Linked DNA regions of Mus musculus: region 2 is linked to region 1. A link is a contact called in public HiChIP or PLAC-seq data. All regions are on one chromosome and are shown on one strand. The core of a region is the stretch at or near the end of the contact, and the rest is flanking DNA. Distances in the headings are between cores, read along the strand shown. Region 1 overlaps Lpp (LIM domain containing preferred translocation partner in lipoma). Region 2 overlaps Lpp (LIM domain containing preferred translocation partner in lipoma).

The links. HiChIP or PLAC-seq counts read pairs in DNA pulled down with a chosen protein or histone mark.
Region 2: a contact with region 1 is called in an H3K4me3 HiChIP or PLAC-seq map of bone marrow-derived macrophages, with 3 times the contacts expected there. The contact joins two enhancer-like sites. A contact is called at or near these places in 1 of 15 datasets of contacts at CTCF or cohesin (CD8 T cells) and 2 of 115 datasets of contacts at active chromatin or transcription factors (CD8 T cells and bone marrow-derived macrophages).

What each region holds. Positions count from the first base shown.
Region 1 is chr16:24,619,135-24,621,862 of GRCm38.p6, forward strand. All of the region lies in intron 5 of Lpp (LIM domain containing preferred translocation partner in lipoma), which reads left to right. Among named protein-coding and RNA genes, the nearest start is that of Mir28a, 210 kb to the right of the region's middle. Within about 2 kb of position 1,342, at least 72 of the 459 cell types and tissues checked have an H3K27ac peak or open chromatin away from gene starts, as enhancers often do. A contact at or near this core is called in bone marrow-derived macrophages, where this site is marked.
Region 2 is chr16:24,784,574-24,787,301 of GRCm38.p6, forward strand. All of the region lies in intron 8 of Lpp (LIM domain containing preferred translocation partner in lipoma), which reads left to right. Among named protein-coding and RNA genes, the nearest start is that of Mir28a, 42 kb to the right of the region's middle. Within about 2 kb of position 1,313, at least 4 of the 459 cell types and tissues checked have an H3K27ac peak or open chromatin away from gene starts, as enhancers often do. A contact at or near this core is called in bone marrow-derived macrophages, where this site is marked.

The DNA of each region.
Region 1 (2,728 bases), core at 92-2,591:
AGACAGGATAGGAATGGATGTCCTCAGAGACTTCCTGCTGAGAATCAGGCCAGAGAGGAATTCTTACCTCCACTGCACAGGTAGCCAGCCTGAGGTTTGCTTTAAGGCATTGGTGCCTATCCGTGATCGTAGGAAGTAGTCAAGGGGAGACCCACGCACAGCTCTTAAGACTCCAAACGAGCATCTTAAGCACTAACATGATTTTTGTTGCCTAGCACATAAGTAGTACCTGTACATTTTAATTTATTCCTCTTACATGGGAATTTAAAATGCCATATTTTTTTCTGCTTCCATTATTGTAGTTTTGAGTGATGATTCATCAGCGCAATGGCCTATTTAAGTGAACCACAATAGCTTGGGTAGAAAGAAAAAAAAAAAAAAAGATTCAACATACTCAGGAATGGAAAGCAGCCATCTTTTTATAGCTAAAATTGCAAACATCTGGCAATTACCCTCTTCTACCTCCCCTCCAAAGCGAAGAATTGTCCCTTCAACCGGAGCCTGCTGCTGTGTTTAATCAAGACAGCTATGCAAGCCTTAAGGAGCAATAGGTTTTGATTCAAGGAGGCCATTGCCTCACCCACTTGGACAGAGAAGCTTTGGAAAACACACCGCGTAATGTTCCCCATATGCTACTGTGTTACATAATGATACTAGTGGTGGCATGGCAGTTAATAACTATAGAAAGCCAGCCCGGCTACTCAGTCCAACTTTCTTGTGTGGCTCTCTAAGCAGTTGTCATATTTGAAATGTTTACTGGTCAGGTCAAGTTCGCCTCTCTGTATCTTCTTAAACCTTTTGTGTCCTGGGTCAAAGAGTCTACTAAATCAACCCAGCTAATAGTTTCTGACTTGATTGTTTTATAAAGCGGTCTAGGGATGTTGAAGGAATAAATCCATGTCCTTTGAACACTTGGCCTTGCCCTTTCAGTGAAACATCTTACTCTCCTACCCCACCCTCATCTCTTCCTCTGATCATTTTTTATGAAACTACTTCTTCCTTGACTGGCAAAAGCCGTCTCTGTGGGCAAGGGAAGTGAGAGAGGCTGGTGGTTTGCAATAGATGCTGAGAATGGTGACTTCCTCATCTTTCTTTTTCTCAGGGCTGACCCGTATGTTCACTGTGGCCCTGGCAATGCCTTTCTTTTCTGTTCCCATGTATCTTTCCTGTCCTCTGGGTCTCTGAAGGCTAGAGGTGAACTTCACCTTTCACATCTTGGGCTGTTCCCATTCGTCAAAGGGGATCATGGGAAAGATTTTTACTTATCACTGGACAAGGTATAGTAGGAACAGAAATCAAGGTTCAGTGTCCTGGTGGTTCTCAAAAACAGTCTCACATACTAAAAATAGGCCATTCTCTTGTCCTAGTATTATGCTGCCTTTAGTCATAGACTTACTGTGAGGCCTTTGAGAGCTTTATTCCCTTGCTATATGTTATTTCACCTTGGTACCACTGCATTGAATGATTGGAACTAGAGCTTTCTCCCTGGCTTTACTAGGCCATCCATTCCCAAAGTCTGAGTGAAATCTGTTAACACCTCATCAAACTAAGTCTGATTTGGGAAGAGTGAATGGGCAAAGTTTCTAGCTTAAAAAATGAAGGTAGGGATGGGAACTTTAAATAACCTAAAGTGCACAGGTTATTCAACACAGTTACTCCATGTAAAGTCAGATAAAATGATGGTGTCTGTAACATCAAAAAGAATGTGCTCACTTCTGTCAGTCCTTGCCCATTTATATGGTGATCACCTTGTTCTAGGTATGCATCTTCAACTTGAAATACTTTATTATCACCAGTATTGTCACCATGACATGTTTCCTTCATACTACATTTATTCAATGATCCATCCCACATTTCACTTTTACCAACAGAGTTACAGTCTATAAACTCATTTAAAAATATTTATTTAGTTACTTTACATCCCAGTCTCCCAGCCCCTTGACTCCTTCCAGTACCCCTGCTTACATGAGGCAATGAACTTGGACTCTTTTGGGCTTCCCTAGACTAAAGGTTCAAGCAAGCGCTCACAGGGCTGCTTGTTAAGTTTTAGGTTGTTCAACCTTTGACCTAGGTTATCTTGTTTGCCAGTTCAGATATCTCTTAGTACTTTGATATTTCCTTTTTCTTTTTATGAAAATAGGATAATTATGTCTCTCCTCTGTCTGTATCAGTCACTTGTAATGTTCCTATCATAGTTACACAGCATCGGGACTTGTGTATAGAGGACCAAATCCACAGGCTGGCTGGAAAAGTGATCATGTCTTTGGAAGCTTGCATGATCTCAGTACAGAGGCAGCAGTAGCTGTTGCTCTCTGACCCTTTGCTGCTTTGGTCTTTGGTGTGTGTTTGGAGCATTTCCCATCCATAAACACCTGGAGTAGACGCATGATGAGGACTCCTTCCTAAAATGTAGGAAAGTCTCTGAAGCAACCTATGGGAACAGACACATAACTCAAAGCCTGATGTTTAAGCACAAGTTTGATCAAGTAAAGATGCTTTTACAGTGTGCTTGACAATGTTGGTCTTCTCTCTTAGCATGCCCTGGATTCAGATTTTTGATATAGATTTTTATGTGTTCCATCCATTGCATAATTTGAAACACACACACACACACACACACACACACACACACACACACACCAGGTCTCTTAGCTTCTTAATAATTTTATTATTTCATAGATCTGCAGACATAATTCCATTAAATAGAGGACTCTTCTGAGAAATCTTT
Region 2 (2,728 bases), core at 63-2,562, 170 kb after region 1:
TCATCTAGGAAAGCTGTGCTATGTGGCATGCGTATGTTGTAAAAGCCTGAAAAGGAATTCCCCAGATACTTTCATTAGAAAAGTAGTCAGTTGTGAATTCCTCCAAAAGAAACCAGATTCCTTAAATACATTTTTTGGTACAGTATTAAAAGCCTAGGAGTTTATAATTAAAGCTTCAACTCTTTATTTATTTCCATAGCTTGGGATTCTAAGCATATTGCAGAACATATCTGAACTATTGCTCCAAACCACTCAAAATTTGTACCAAATTAAGTGCTTATTCATGCACTGGGCTCTGTGTTTACACACACACACACACACACACACACACACACACACACACACAGAGAGAGAGAGAGAGAGAGAGAGAGAGAGAAGAGAAGAGAAGAGAAGAGAAGAGAAGAGAAGAGAAGAAGAGAAGAGAAGAGGAGAGAGAGAAAAACGCAAACAGAAAATAGTGCCAAGGCAGAGAGAGTGTTTAATATTTATAGTAAGATAGGATACTCTTACTAGGTATATATAGAGGAAAAGTTCCAATTTGATTTTTGAGCAAATGGAAGCCAGGAGAGGAGAATAAAAATTCACCTTCATGGTTGGCAAGAATGAAAGGTGTAGGTACCAGAAAAGGCTCTGGTCAAAGAGGACTATGGAAAATTGATTAACAAATCCCACCTTGCAGAAGACAATGTGTTACAAGACTCACATGTTCTATAGAGATTTGGAGAGGGTGGGCCTCTGAACACAGAAATGACTTACGCTGGGAATTAACATTCTTCTAGGTTTGGTGGAACCACTGAACTTAGTGGCTTCTCGGTGTAACAAAGCATTCTCAACTCTGCTAGCATATACCTTAACAAAAGTTCAGTCATCTCCCCGGGAGTATTTTATATTTTATTCCAAGTTGATACTTCTTAAATGTTTCTAAAATAGAATTTGTGGTTGAGCATTGCAAAATGCTATATATGTATAATGTGGAATAAAAAATTTTCAGAGTTTTGTTATGAGAAAGGAATCATAAAGGAAACTTTCTATGCTCAGTGAAAATAGTAAGCTATTGAGCACATTTATAACTCAGTAAGTGATAGTTCTCTTGAACCTTATGCTCAGTGGAAGTAGCCATTACTAGGTAACTATTAGTTTATGGGATTTAAAATTACCATGGAAACAAGGCCTGTGGGCTTCTCTGTGAGGAACTTTCTAGATAAGGTAAATGGAGGCTGAAAGACCCATCCTAATTGTGGGCAGCAGTATTGCAATAGGCTGGTCCTGGATTGAGCAAGAAGGAGCAGGCAGCACAAACATGCTCAGTTCCTGATTTAGAATAAAATGTGACCAACTGTCTGTAGCTCTAGCTGTCAGGACTGCCCACCAAGATGGACTGTACCCTCAAACTGTACCAAAAGAAGCCCTTCTCCCTTGAGTAGCTTTTGTCAGGATACCTTACTACAGCGTTAGGAAGTGGTAAATACAGAACAGGAACAGAGAAAGGTCAAAAACATTTCAGTTAGACAGTACTGGGTTCAAAATATGACTGTGCTTTCTATTAACTATGTACCTCTGAGTTGACCAACTCTCTTAATTTCAGCTTTCATATTTGCAAAAGGATAGAGTGGCACCTTCAGAATGGAATATAGTAAAGAATAAACAATAAATATATTTACACACAAAATCCACTACTGGCAAGTAGTGTAGCATGTGCAGTGGTTCCTTTAATGCTCCGAACATCATCCTAAAACTCGTGGTGTGATACCCAGTGTCTTCCAAAGCAAACCACTCCAGCCTTAGACGTTTAGGTTTAGAACTTCCCCCTAAAGCACAGTGGAATAGTAAAGAAAAAAAAAAAAAAGAAAGAAAGAAAGAAAGGAAAAGAAAAGAAAAGAAAAGAAGATACCATTTTCTGTATGACTTTCTTTAGAAATATTTCAGAAGAAATTTTCAAATCCTTGCAGTCTTTGCCTCACTTACATGGCCATTCCACAGCATCATCTATTTTCCATTGACAGTTCTGAGAGCCATATGTACTCAATGGCTCTCCCCTTGACTTGTGGCTTTACCAGTTCAGCAAGTTGAAGTTTACTAGGAGCCAAGTCCCAATAGGATCTGAGCCTTAGAAGCACAGTGACATCTTTGCTAACTTGCACTGTGCGTGCTGTGCTTTGAAATGGAAAGCTTATTGCCCTTCCTTGCTTGTCCATGAGAAAATATTTGTAGAACACCCCATTTAGAAGAAAAATGGTTTATACATTCTCTTCCTGATAGGATTAGGAGTCTGATCTTGCCCTGTCAGTTCTTGGCCCCACCTGCCAAGGAGAAGAAGGAGAAGGGGAGGGGCCTTGGAGGAAGAATTGTGGGAGGGGGTGACAGGAGGGGTAGCTGAGCAAGATGTAAAGTAAATAAGTAAAAATACTAAATTAAAAGTAAATAAAAGAAAGAAGAGATTAAAAATGACTTGCAAAGAATACTTAAAATAATTTATATTGGATTAATGAATGTAAACTCAAGTAAATTTGTAGGAAAATGTTTTATGACATTTTGGCTGTGATGAAATTAAAGTTAAGGTAGCCTACGATACCTTCTGAGTTTTACATTATATGCAGGGCCCACTTTAATCCAGAACAATTTCTTTCTTGATATCAGGTTTGTTGCCCAAAGTAAGTAGTATGGGTAGGATATGGTACTGCGCTTGGTCAGTGATCCAAGCATCAAGTCTTTCCTCAGTTTCCCTCAA